2 separate regions of the Gossypium hirsutum genome follow, and region 2 is linked to region 1. The links are chromatin contacts, called in public Hi-C maps. All regions are on one chromosome and are shown on one strand. Each heading gives the region's core, a stretch centred on a gene start, on an enhancer-like site or on the middle of the called end of the contact. The rest is flanking DNA. Distances are from core to core; before and after follow the strand shown. Region 1 holds the start of LOC107920938 (lysine histidine transporter-like 7). Region 2 overlaps LOC107921330 (a long non-coding RNA gene).

Region 1 (7,120 bases), core at 2,782-5,281:
ATGAAAATAAAGTAGAAATAGTTAAAATCCCAAACTAAATCACCCAACCAGTCTTGAATAACCTAACATGTTGATCCAGTTGAGCATAATGCTAGAGTTTACTAATTTTATCTAAAACTATTTAATTATATTGTATTACAAGAAAAGCTGCCTAAAGATTAGATCTTTGTTTTCTAAGAATAGTTTAACCTATTCATTTAATTGTTAGGAACTAGCATTGACTTTCTTGCTCTCCTATCTATTTTAGCATAATAGAAAAAAAAAACTCACCTGTAAAATCAATTACAGCAGCCACGCCAAAAAAACAAAGCAAATCAGCAGGGATTGCAGAGAGACGTGAAGAGGCAGCAAAGCAATTGCCGGAAAAAAATAGCAGCAGGGCAGAGATGTGAAGATAGAATTTTTATTAGGGTTGAGTAATTTTTAATTAGGATTTTAGGGATTTATGATTAAAAAATTAAATTAAATGAGGTGTAGTTGACATGTCATTAATTGATTAGGAATGTAGTGTAACTGTTTCATATAATCCTTTCCCTTGCTTAAAAATCATAAAAATAACTTTATTCTAGTATTATTATTCTAATATGAGAGGAAATAAATAAATATATAAATAGAAGAGGAAATTGAAAGAGAAAGAGTGGAGAGTGGAGAGTGGCCTCTCAACTTGCAAAGCAATTCCACCAAATTCGTACCCCATGTCGAATCACTTCCTTTTCATGTTACCAAATATGTAATGGTGCACAAAACAATGTAAACACTTTTAAAATCCTTTCCTTCACTATAATAATTAAAGGTGTAACCAAATTAAATTAATTCAATTAGTCGATCAATTCATTTAACTTAAAACCAAAGATTAAGCATCTTAACAATTATAATTTCCTCAAATATTTATCTTAAGCTTCGAGTTTCTTAATCAATTATGTAAATATATAAACACAACAAAATTTTAATGCATCAATCTCAGGATTGAAGAATATCCTTAACCATACACCAAATTGTAATGCATGATGCTATTAACAGGTTTGTTAAAGGTTGTTTAAACTGAGTCGACAAGAACACTCAAGAGAGATGGATGATTGTTTTAATATACTTATTATTTATTTTAGATCTCAAAACAACATTATTATTTAATGGGTAAATTATAATTATCGTAATTAAACTATTAGTAAGTTTATATTTTGGTCACTTAACTTCAAAAAGTTATAAAATGGTCGCTAAACTATATAAAAGTTTTTTATTTAAGTCACTGGATTGTTAGTTATTTTATAAAGTTCAGCTAGCGAGTTTCAAGTGATGATTCGACGATTAAAGTGGTGGATCAATACCCATCAACGAGTAGAAAAACAAACCTTAGATCCAAGTCGATATGACGTTTAGTGTCGGAGACTGGAAAATAAATTTGTTTGGATTTTGGTTCATAAATTCGTGATGTTCAAAGTTGTTTCATGATGAAAAAACCCTAAACTGTAGAAAAGAAGGGAATAAGAACTTTCGATTGGTGTAGGCGATGCGAACAAAGAAGGCTATATACAACAATGATTTTAACAACTCAGTGACTTAAACGAAAACTTTTGAATGGTCTAATAATCATTGTGTAACTTTTTAAAATTAAATGACCAAAATATATACTTATTAATAGTTTAGCGACCCTTTATTTAATTCATTCATAATATATCTAATTTATTTGAATCAATAAATATTTTGGAATTTGCAACATATTATTATTGAGAAGATGTTGATCTTTCAAACGTGATACAAATACAATTGATTCGAGTATTTTATATATTTTATTTATCTTTTAATAATAATAACTTAAATTAATTATACAAAAATAAAAATAAAGTAGGTATGAAAGAATGGATGTCCCCAAAAGTTACCCCTTAATATTCTAATTACATTTCATCTTAGGCAACATCAAAATTGACCATGAAATTAAATATTTACATTTGTCAAGCGACTTTTTGTAAAAATCTTGACCAAAAATAAAAATATATTGGATTGAAAGAAGGTATGGATTTGTATTTTTACACATGGGTTGGCGGGTCATCTATTTCTTAATTAGCCGTGTAAACAACGTGTCCATCTTTCTCTCTTTTGAGTTTGTCACCAACTTTCCACTGCAACCCAAGGCATGCACATGAGTATGACGTTCTCAAATTTGAAAACTTATGCTCTTAGCTCCATGCAAACCCAATACATAGCCACCAATAATGCATCATTAATTAGGTAATCATGATTATTCAACCAATTATTAATTTAAAAAATTCTTTAAAATTATTAGTAATATTAGCAGTAATTTGAAAATGAATAATATTATCATAATTAATATTTATCAAATTAAAATTGTACAAATAGCAAAGAGTTCATTCTTCACATTAACTGTTTTGAATATAATATAAATAATAAACTTAGTGACAGAATGTATAATTTATATTTCTGACGGAATATGAAACCATTTTTGTTTCTTAAAAAAGAAAAAGAGAGTCTCCAGTGAGAACATAAACCATTAATTAATTAATCAAATATTTGTAGGATCTTGAACATGATTTTATTCCATTTTATATGGATCCCAACCACAATATGATTTTTTCTTTTTGCTTAACATCATTAATATCAAAAAATTATCATTTTCCCCTAAATAAAATCATTTTTGTATACTTGTCCCATTAGCCTATGTACTATACATATTTTTAAAAAAAAAAAAGAAAAAAGGCCGGTTCGTGTGGAAAATCCCATGCCTGATCTAATTATGTCATTGGTATAAAAACAGTAAACGTCATTGCCTTATATCAGCATTTCACATTCATATTCCCACCGTATTTTCGACACTTTCGACCTATGTTATCTTTAACGCAAATACTTGTGCTATATACTAATAGGGGATTGACTCCTTCACTTTTTTAAGTATTGTCGGACAATCGATATGGTCCTTAGCAATCATTGGTATTGTTTCGAGATTTAAGTTTTGTGATGGAGAGAGTACGTACTTAAAGAACGTGTAGATATTTAACTAATAAAGTTGCACACGATGTAGATCAAACCACCAATCAAGGTATAACTAGTCTTTCAAGGAAACTAATCGACCCCCCTCAACAACTAGCAATATTTCTTGGGATATTGAACTCATTTCTTTACCCAAACATATAAAAACACTTCATGAGTTGACAACTTAATGATTTTTCATAATATAATTATCGTATTTTATGAAAATTAAAGAAATTAGTTCTGTTGATAATAGACAAAGATAGTTAATATCGTATCAATAGACGTACCATTTTTTTACTAATATCGATATTTAACGATACTGATTTATTTCGATGCATCATTTTAAACTTATCGCTACTCTTTTAAATATGTATATATATAATATTAACCAATTGTATAAAAGATGCTACACATAATATATATCCTAAAAGTAAAATTGCTACACTTAATAAAAGGTGAAGATGGAAAAAAATTTTAAGGGGTCAAAATTGAATTAGTGAAAGAATATATTAAATAAATTCATTTTTATGTAGAAAAAATCATTTTTGGGCCTAAAAAATGAACTTTTTTGTATTGGCCACTGGTGAAATCTATGGATGTGCATTGATGTGGGCTATATGGATCTAAATTTATGATAAAATAAAATTTAAACTTTTGTTATTTCACTTTACCACCAATAAATTTGTGATGAAATATTGATTTCTAAATCAGTAATTTACTATTTTAATTAGATTAATATCTCCATTATGATAAGAGAATAAAATTTTGACAAATTAAAGGATTAATTTTTTTTATAAAATTTATAATTAAATCGATTGATAAGGAAAAAGAAAGAAAGTTATAAACACCGTAGCCGTCAACTACTTTTTATCTTTTATCAAAGTTAATATATATTTTATGCATAAATAGAAAAGTGTGATGCTGAAAGGGCCTATTTTTGGGTGGTTAAATAAAATTTCAGAAAAAAATGAGAGGATTGATGATGTAATAGGTATGACGTATGCCATTATTGATTATACCTTTAAAAGTTGGCCACACCCTCGTTGGTGAGACAAACTGTCGTGAAATTCATTGTTGAAATGAAACAGCAGAAATCTTAGGTCTTGTTGTTGATTTCCCGGTCTGGTGGGCAGTGCGTTAGGTTTCACATGTCCAATACTCTTGGTTCCTTATATTATTAAACTCAACCCCCCCTCCCCAACATTTCTATTATTCTTAGCTTTGAGATCGGAAGGAGTTTTTGGATTATGGGAGAAGTAGTAGTACCCATTGAAGACAAGTCGAAGCATGTGCTTCCACTTTATCTACCACCTACGCCCGTTCCTTTCCAAATTATCACCATTAAGGACACGCCTGGAGCTGCGGCTGGAGTTTCTCCGCCACCACAGGGTGTGGTCAACCTTAGTGAACTTGAATCTTGGCTGCCTCTAACCGAGTCCAGAAATGGCAGCACTTTCTCTGCTATTTTACATCTGCTTTGTTCAGGGATTGGGTTTCAGGTCCTTTTCCTCCCTGTTGCTTTTGCAAGTCTTGGATGGTGAGTTTTTGCAACTCATTTTGTTATATTACTTTTTATCCCACCCTCTTCAAATCACCACTCTCAAACAAACCAACAAAAACATGGTCTAGTCTGTCTTGTTTTGCTCAACTCAAACATGGCAATATTTGTTGATCACAAAGCTGATCTGTTTCCAAAATTTCCGAGTTTCAGTGTGGGGTCTTTAGGGGGGACCATCTAAAGAAGAAAGAGTCTCTTTTCCATGTACTAAATACTAATTAATACAATAACTTAATCTCCAAAGACCCAAAAGAAATGTTGAAAGAAAGAAAATTGTCCTTCTGTTTGAACCTAGACTTCAAATAATTCCAGCTTTATTTCCAACGACCATTGTTGGTATGGCCCATTTTTTCTTCTTTTGTCTTCCTTTTTGAACCCCAAAAAAAAAGTTGGGAAAACAAAACTTGGAAGCTAAGGTTTTCTTTTTCTTTGTTTTTCATGTGCTATTGCTTAAATTTTTTCATACAATTTTGAATTTGTGTAGGGCATGGGGGATCATATGTTTGTCCATAGCATTCATGTGGCAACTCTACACCACATGGCTTCTAGTAAATCTTCATGAACCTGTTCCTGGAATCCGTTGCAGCAGATTCGTCCGCATGTCAATTCTTGCCTTTGGTTAGTAGTTCGTTAAAATAATACCCCCCCTCCCAAGTCAAAGGTCTTTCAACTTTCACCAATCTTGATTGTGCCCCCCAAATGGACTAAAAACTTTCCTAATTTGATCCCATTGCAGGCCCAAAGCTTGGGAAGTTGCTGGCAATCTTCCCAGTAATGTATCTATCAGGAGGCTCTTGTGTTATGCTTATTATCACAGCAGGAAGTTCCATGGAACAACTTTTCAACATCATATGTGAGGAAGGAACCATGTGTGGATCCATGTCCCTGAGTGGTACACAGTGGTTCCTCATATTTACTTGCATAGCCCTTATCATTGCTCAATTATTCCCCAATTTAAATTCAATAGCCCGAGTTTCTCTAACCGGTGCCATAACTTCCATTGGGTACTGTACTATGATATGGGCTCTATCCATCAGCAAAGGCAGGCCAAATGATGTCTCTTACGGCATACCAGTTGCTGACAGAACTGGTATGACTGGATTTGGTAACATCTTGAATGCCATTGGCATCATTATGCTTGCATTCAGAGGTCACAATCTTATTCTTGAGATTCAGGTGATTAATCTTAACCGCTATGAACTCTTTTACTTCAGTTCAGTACATGTGGAAACTAATTATATTTAATTGTTGAGTGAAGGGGACATTGCCATCAGATTCAAAGCACCCATCACGGAAATCTATGTGGAGAGGAGTAATGGTATCGTACATGATAATAGCAATGTGTTTATTTCCACTTGCAATTGTTGGATTTTGGGCTTATGGAAACAAGGTAAGCAACATTGCGATTTAATAATATACTTCATTGGTTAACATTATTGACAGTAATTCCATTTCTTCCAGATACCTGAAGAAGGGATTCTAACTGCATTTACAAAATTTCATGGACAAGACACTTCAAAGTATGTAATAGGCCTGATCTACATATGGTTAACTATAAGTTGCATAACGTCATACCAAATCTATGCCATGCCTGCTTTCGACAACTTAGAGTTTATTTACGCCAGCAGTAAAAAAAGGCGATGCCCAGGGTGGGTTCGTGCCGGTATACGCCTTTTCTTCGGAGGGGTCACGTTCTTCGTAGCAGTGGCTTTTCCCTTCTTGGGAAAATTGGCACCTTTAATTGGAGGAATGGCAGCTGTGCCTTTGACGTTTGTATATCCATGTTTCATGTGGATTTCGATCAGAAAACCACGAGCAAAGGGTGCAATGTGGAGTCTCAACTTGGGAGTGGGTTCTATTGGCATTGTACTCAGCCTTTTGTTAATAGTTGCTGCTGTATGGAAATTAGATGACAAAGGCCTGAATGCCAACTTCTTCAGGCCTTAATGATAGATATACAAGTCATGTGTATATTTATAAACTTTGAATCAGGCCTAATCTAATTCTTTTTGTGTGCATGATAATTGAAATCTAAGAAATTAACTAGTTTCCAAATCGGATTTACTTTCGTTTCATTAACATAAATTTGTAGCCTCATGTTCCTTTCATGCAGTATTTCTTTCCTTTTTTTAAATTAACATAATTCAATGTGTTCATAAGCTAAAAAAAACAATATATTCCAAGAATTAATTGAAAAATAATTATGAGAAAGGAAGATTCGTTTGGTTTCTAAATAGAAATTTCTTTTCTATTTTTCTTTTTAGAAACTAAATCTTTTTTCGGAACTAAAATAAATTTTACGCTTGTGGTTTGATATTTAAAAATATTGAAAAAATAGATTTTTTTTTCGATGATTTGAACCAATGGCAATCCATCAAAATTAAAAATATATATTTTTTCAAAATTTTTAATTTTCATGAAAATAACTTCAACCAATTTTGTTCTTAATGTATTTCATTTTCAAAAACACAAAAGCAAAAATATTTCTTTGATTTTTTAGTTTCCTACACTTACGATCACACCAGTAAGTGATGAAGACAGTGCGATACGGAGGGTGGACAAGACGAATCCCAAGGA
Region 2 (7,120 bases), core at 2,941-5,440, 230 kb before region 1:
TAGAGTAGGGATAAAGTTCCAGGAAATACACCATATGGTGATTGTAATTTTTGAAGGAAGAAGTAAATTCCATAGCTTTCTGTAAAAGTTTTTAATTTCGACCTGTACTAAATTAGCACTAGGATCCAAGTTAGCCTCTTGTAATAGTTTGTAAGCGCTTCTGACTAAAAATTCGCCGGACTGTTCTCCTCATCAGACTTGAAAATCATCGTGTTCAGCTTCCGCCGAAGGGATCTACAAAACCTTCTGTGCAATGTCCGCTTGAAAGGTATTGACTATTAAATATGTCTTCAATTTCTAATTGAAGCATCAATTAAGTCCGAAACTAACTTGATTTCTGCATTGTTGGATCTAATATTGATTCTATCTGTATCAACTCTTGGTACCCACAGATCATTCCAAACAGAGATTTGATCCCCCTACCGACTCTCCAGCATAGACCGTTTTTTAGTAACCCTTTTGCTGCCCAAACGCTCCTCCAGGTAAGCGAAGGTAAATTCCCTATCTGTGCATTAATAAAGTCTGAATTCGGGTAGTATTTAGCTTTTAAAACCCTTGCTAACAAAGAATTCAGAAAATTAATGAGTCGCCAACCTTGCTTGGCTAATAAAGCAATATTAAATTGCCCAAGATTTTGAAATCCCAAACCACCATTTTCTTTTACGGTACAAATATCCCTCCAAGCACACCAATGAATGTCCATTTTGCCACAATCCTTTTGCCACCAAAATCTCACAATAATGCTATCTAGATCCGCACACAAGGATTTAGCTAGTAAAAAATAGGCCATTGTATACGTCGGTATTGCTTGAAGAATAGCCTTAATGAAAACTTCTTTCCCAGCTTGAGAGAGATACCGAATACTCCAGTTGTCAATCTGCTGTTTAAGCCTGTCCTTTAAGTTTTGAAATGACTCTTTTTTCCTTCTGCCCACCATATTAGGCAATTCAAGATAACGTTTTAGGTCATTTGAACTACGAACACCGAGTATGCGAGTAACCAATTGTCTTTCTTCCTCCTGTGTGTTATTTCTAAAGAAAACGATTGAGTTGTCGAAATTGACACACTGACCCGAAAAGGTTCCATGCTCGCATAAAATTGCTTTCAGTAAAAGAGCTCCTCTTTCAGTTGACTCTCCAAACAAAATACAATCATCTTTAAATAACAAATGCGATACTTGTGGGCCCCTTCTGCTAGCCTTAACCCCTTACAATTGTCCTTCTCTTAGTGTCAGTCTCATAAGGCAAGATAAGCCCTCTCCACATATCAAAAATAAAAATAGGCTCAAGGGATCACCTTGTCTTAGTCCTCTCGTTGGTCGAAAGTTCTCTCCAATGTGACCATTAAAGACGACTGAATAAGATGTTGTGGATACACATGTCATAATAGATTCAATCCAGCTAGGGTCAAAACCCATTCGCACCATCATTTCCTGTACAAAATTCCATTCAACTCTATCCTACGTCTTACTCATTTCAAGTTTTATCGCTATAAACCCCTTTTTTCCTAATTTCTTCTGTTTTAGAGTGTGTAAAATTTCATATGCCAACAAAACATTATCTGAAATTAACCTTCCTGGCTCAAAAGCACCCTGTGCACCATCAATGTACTTTTCCAAAACTTCCTTAAATTGATTAGCAATAACCTTTGCCATTAGTTTATAAAGAACATTGCATAAACTAATGGGTTGAAAATGAGTAACATTGGTAGATTAGCTCTTTTAGGAAGAAGCACAATATGAGTAGTGTTAATTGAACTAACCTCTACACCTCCGTTCAAATGTTGTAAACAAAAGCATGTGACCTCTTTCCTAATGATATGCAAACACTTTTAATAAAATAAAACTGGAAATTCGTCTCCACCAAGTGCTTTTGTGAGCCCCATTCCAGTAAGCGCCTCCCAAATCTCTTCCTTTGTATATTGCACCGTGAGTCTTTAATTATCCTCCTCGCAAACACAACGGTCAATATCAATGTCCCTTTTCCCCAGTCAAAAATAAATTTTAAAAATAAGATCTAGCAATTTCTTCCATGTCTTGTGTATTTTACGTTTCCCTTCTAGCCGTATTCTGCAATTTCCGAATACAAGTTTTTCGTCGTCGTTGTGTTGCTTGATAATGAAAAATGGTTGTATTCCTATCCCCAAATTTCAGCCAATTAACTCGAGCTCTTTGCACCCAGTAACGTTCATACTTCTCAATCTCAAAATTCAATTGAAGCTTCGCATCAATCAGCTCTGCTAAATTATTATCATTCCTTTAAGCTTCCATCAACTGTGACAGTTTGGAGGATAAAAACTCCTTTTGTTTTCTAGATTGACATATGCGTGCAACCCATCTCTCCAAACCCTTTGTTAAACTTTCCAATTTCTGCAATAAATCTCCTATTTCCATTTCCCATCCGAATTTAATTTCACCATCTAATGACTCCTCCAAAACCCACCAAGCCTCAAATTTAAATATTTTCCTACTCCTCCAGTTGTCGTCTCTTTTTGTGGTAACTAAAAGAGGACAATAGTTAGAGAAAGAATGCACTAGATGATGAATTGTAGCTTCAGAAAACATAGACATCCAATTCTCGTTAGCCACACCTCTATCCAAATGCTCTTGGATATTTGTTTCTGACAAATTTCCTCTCTCCCAAGTGAAGCAATTACCAGAATAACCCACATCCATCATGTGACAATCTTCCAGAACATTTCGAAATTCCATTATTCTTTCATCCCTAGGCAACCCATTTTCTTTTCAAAACCATACATGGTTTCATTGAAATCTCTGCAAACTAACCAAGGGAGTTCCTCATTGCTACAAAGACTTTTCAAAAGATTCCATGATTCATCCTTATCCTGTGCATAAGGAGAGCCATAAAAGCCTTTATATCTCTATTTTTTCCCGTCATCAGGATCTTCAATTATCACGTCTATGTGCCTTTTTGAAAAATTCTGAAGCATGATAGTAGTATCACCTCTCCAAGCCAAACACAAACCTCCTCTAGATCTATTAGGGTCTACATCAATGCCATTAGCAAAACCACAACTTCTTTGCACTCTTTCCATCTGAATCTTCTTTATCTTTGTCTCCATAAAGAAGACCATCTGGGGATTATATTTCTTCAGCGTATGTCGAAGTCTCCAAACTGTCTGTGGATTCCCCAAACCACGAACATTCCAACTTAAAATTTTCATTGCGTTCAGTCCCTTTGCCTTTCGGCAGCCGCCAATGATAAAAAAATTATTGTCCTACATTCTCCTATTCCTTACCATTACAATATTGACCACTTCTCTCGTTATCGAATCTTCGATCTCCCCCTAGGTCTCTTTTTTCCTTCCTCTCCAATTAACACCCCTTCTTCCAAATTGTGCTCTATTGCAGAGTGGACCTGTTTGGCCAATAAATGTTTCCACCTTGTGAGGAAGAGGACAAATTCCCTTCCAAGTTGATCTCCAGGACAAGATCGATGGCAGTTCCATATCCCAAATTATTTCTCGTTCCCCATGGTCTGCATTTTGAAATGCGGTTACCATTAATACTTCCATCTGGATCACCTTCTCCATCTTCGCATAACCAAACACTGTTCATTGCCAAACTCTTTTGGACTGCGCTCACAAAGACAAATCCCAACCCATTACAACCACTTCTACCCCTAACGCCATTTTTACCTCACAAAATGAGTCATTGTGACCCAACCAACCATAATAGAAACAAAAAAGAGTCAATCTTTCATAATTAAACTTGACGTATGAACAATTCCCGAAGAACATAACCTGTTTTTTCCTCTTTAATGGGTGACGAACATCCAATTGAACTCTGATTCGCATGAAATTCCTATTTCCTTTCCCCAGATCTGAGCCATCATACTCCAGGAATTTTCCTAAGAAATCACCTAATTACCTTGCCAAATTTTCAGAAAAGAATCCCGTTGGAATATCATAAATTTGCACCCAGAAAGGTGTAAAAATTAAAGGGATTTTCAATGTGTAGAACCAGTAAGTGATTATTAAAAGTCCATGGTGAGCCCTTCAAAACTCTTTCTATGTCCATGACATGAAAAAATTGAAACAAAAATCGTTTTTCTCCTAAATCTCATATCTGAACGCCCGTAACAGGATGCCATAAATTCACCATGGTGTTTCTCATTGCTGGAAAGAGAATAACGCTGACTGTTAGAAAACATCCCACCAGTCGAAAAACTCTTTCTACCGTTTTCGTACTCAGCTTAATTTCTGCTTGTAAGACTGCATCTTCTTCTTCATTAAGCGTTAATTCAGCAAATTCATTTTCCATAATTGCAGGCCAGAGATTAAACCCCGTTGGACATACTATTCTGAAGGATTAAAGAAGTTTTGATAAGCGGCAGCCGCCTATACGAGTTGTGAACAAAAGAACCAGAAAACTTAAAAACATGCCAGAGAGACAGACAATTGCGTGCTAGGTGCTAGGGTAGCAGACTTTTACGTGTTATTATTGTGAATCGTAATTTTGAAATTTTAATAAATTAAATAAAATAAAGCTCTAAGAAAACGGAGACCATTAGATGGCCCTCGCTTAATTAACAAAGTTAAATGTGATGTTTTTAATTATTAAGGTTCAGAGATTTATTCTTATTTTAAGAACTATTTACTTATTAATTTATTTGAAAGTACTTTTCATCTAATTTTTAAGAAATGAGTTTTTTTAGAGAGTTAATAGAGAATCATCCGATGATTGTGATTGCTAACTATTTTATTCATCAAAAGGTTGAAGTAAAAATTAGTATTTTTTTATTGTGTTTGATAACCTTAAATTTAAAAAATTAAGTATTAAACTGAATTTATATTATAAAACTATTTGACACATTAATAAAAGTTAGTTGCACAAAAATAATTATTTTATTTGATAATAGTAAATGTTGATTTTATATTTATTATTTTATAAATTTAACCTTATTAATATGGTATTATTTATTTTATTGTGAATAATTTTGGATAAATTTTGTTGATACAATAGTTTTGAAATTTTTGAATGCATCCTTACTTAATTCCACAAGTTGGAATCAGATTCCAATCCCTTGAAACCGAATAATGTTTTCTTTGTTTCTTTTAATTTCGAATCGTAATTTTATACTTTATATTCATTTTCTTAAATTGAGCTTTTCAGATTTGGTTTGCAATTCCAATACGTAATCCATTCTTTTGGAAATAGAATTGTGTTTTACTCTAAGAATTGAGTCTTGAGTCTTGGTTTCTGCATCATTTATGTTAGAATATATGGTGTGAAGAGCTTAGCAAATATATATGGTGTGAAGGAAGGTGTGTCGTGTCTTGTGCCAACATAAGAACCACACTTGCTAACTACAAATTGATGTTTTAGCTGGTAATTCTCTATTATTGTATTTTCCACTTTCTTTCCGTATAAAAATTTTTCTTCTTATCTCTAGGTACAAGCAAATTGTTAAGGAATAAGCTTGTTGAGCTTAGGCTAGCAGTTAGGCAGTTAAAACAACTGGAATTAGTTTGTTAAGCAGTTAGTTGTTAGCTGTTAATCAAGTTAGGTAATTCTCTTATTCAATTAGAAAACCAGTTGAGTCAGCTAGGAGCCAGTGTTAGTGCTGAAAATCAGCTGCTTCACTAATTATTCTTGTATAAATAACAAAGACTCGGTCCTTATGGATTATTAGAGTCTATTTATTAAAACAAGTAGACCATTTTCTTTTTCTTGCTTCTTTCATTTTTGTTTTAGCTCTTTTCTTCTGTTGATCGAGTGCTTCTAACATGGCACCAATGCCAGTATTTTTTTGCTGTGTACAGTGGTAATTTGTTCATTAGAAGGTTCACTTTAAGGGGAAGTAGTTGTAGATTCAAGAAGTGGTCTTTATGACACCAGAGGTGGTTTCCGGGAATGAAGGCAGTGAACATCAGTCTTCCAATAATGATGAGCAGGTGCATTCTCTTCATATAGAACCAGGGTCATGTTCTTGTGTAGTCGGTAAGCGAATTCAGCAGTTTCCAGAACATGAAACTGTTTAATTGAGTGAAATCAAATAATGCTGATTCTTGAAGGTTATAATTTGCAAGGATATGTTCTTGGCTTTGTTAGTTGATAGGGATGGCAAGTAAGTAGATAATCCTAATTTTCTATCAAGATGAGTTCTTGGATTTGTTGGATCTGGTGCCGTGAATATAATATATTCATTTGTAAAATGGTAAAATTTTCGAATAGATTGAATAATAAAATAAATTCATGTATTACATTAATATAATTTGTATGATTGTCCTCGTATGGTTTTTGCACGCAAAGCAAAATGGAAGCAAATGTGCTCATTGGTTGTCTAACGTTTAAACAAATACTATGCAGTATTATGTGGCTGGATCCTAATATGAAAAGACAACTTGTATAAGTAGACGAACCTAAACATGTCCTCAGTCTAATCAGAAACAAGCAAACCGATTGAAATAATAATATGTCATCTATCAGGTCCAATTATGGAGATGCTTTGTCTTGGGCATCGGAGCGGGTGACTCTCAGAAGATAGAGACATGGATGTGACTGATTGGACTAACAATACATCGAATAGGACCCAAGAAGAATAGATCATGAATCCGTTTATGGATTTATTCCCTTGTGACGTTCATAGTGTGTCATACCTAAATCTTGAGTGGATGACGGGCTATGTATGCGTGACTCGTACACATTGATGTAAGTAAAAGTCTGAGTTCGAATAAATGAGGAACTGAAAGCTGGTGCGTTGGGTGTATGACTTCTGCAGTATGTAGCATCAATAACAACAGTGGAATTCATAGCCCGAGATGTGGGTAAATGATATCCTCTCATTGGCATTACATAGTTGATGAAAACTAAACGTGGCCACGGGTCATTCGTCTTTGTGATAAATGCTTGAATACTAATAACACTCTAGAATAACGTATTTTTATGTATTAATTATGTATTTATTCTGAGTATGATCCTGCTAATTTGAGGCAAAAGCAAAATTAAGAGCCAAAAACGTGAATTTAGAGATAAAATGGGTCAATGTGCGACACAAGGAAAACTTGCTGCCAAAAGTGCAAGCATGGAGGAAATAAGGGTTGAAATGCAAAAAGAAGAGATTTTATTCTATCATACTCTATTTTAATTAGGATAATT

What was found. A called contact is a pair of places that touch in the nucleus more often than the background predicts.
Region 2: a Hi-C map of petal shows a contact between it and region 1, with 5 times the contacts expected there. The contact joins the enhancer-like site here to the promoter of LOC107920938 in region 1. A contact is called at or near these places in 5 of 34 Hi-C or Micro-C datasets (callus, leaf and petal).

Annotation. Positions count from the first base shown.
Region 1 is chrD01:56,341,338-56,348,457 of Gossypium_hirsutum_v2.1, reverse strand. LOC107920938 (lysine histidine transporter-like 7) reads left to right here and starts at 4,031. Exons shown (of 5, transcript XM_016850771.2): 1 at 4,031-4,522; 2 at 5,028-5,161; 3 at 5,280-5,719; 4 at 5,802-5,933; 5 at 6,005-6,598. The coding sequence starts at 4,233. The coding sequence ends at 6,490. LOC121213956 (a long non-coding RNA gene) reads right to left here and starts at 405. Exons shown (of 2, transcript XR_005909542.1): 1 at 271-405.
Region 2 is chrD01:56,567,986-56,575,105 of Gossypium_hirsutum_v2.1, reverse strand. It overlaps LOC107921330 (a long non-coding RNA gene), which reads left to right. Exons shown (of 4, transcript XR_001691020.2): 2 at 1-268; 3 at 393-482; 4 at 4,291-4,626. It also overlaps the pseudogene LOC107921548. Among protein-coding and RNA genes, the nearest start is that of LOC107921330, 4.4 kb to the left of the region's middle. Within about 2 kb of position 4,190, at least 6 of the 9 cell types and tissues checked have an H3K27ac peak or open chromatin away from gene starts, as enhancers often do.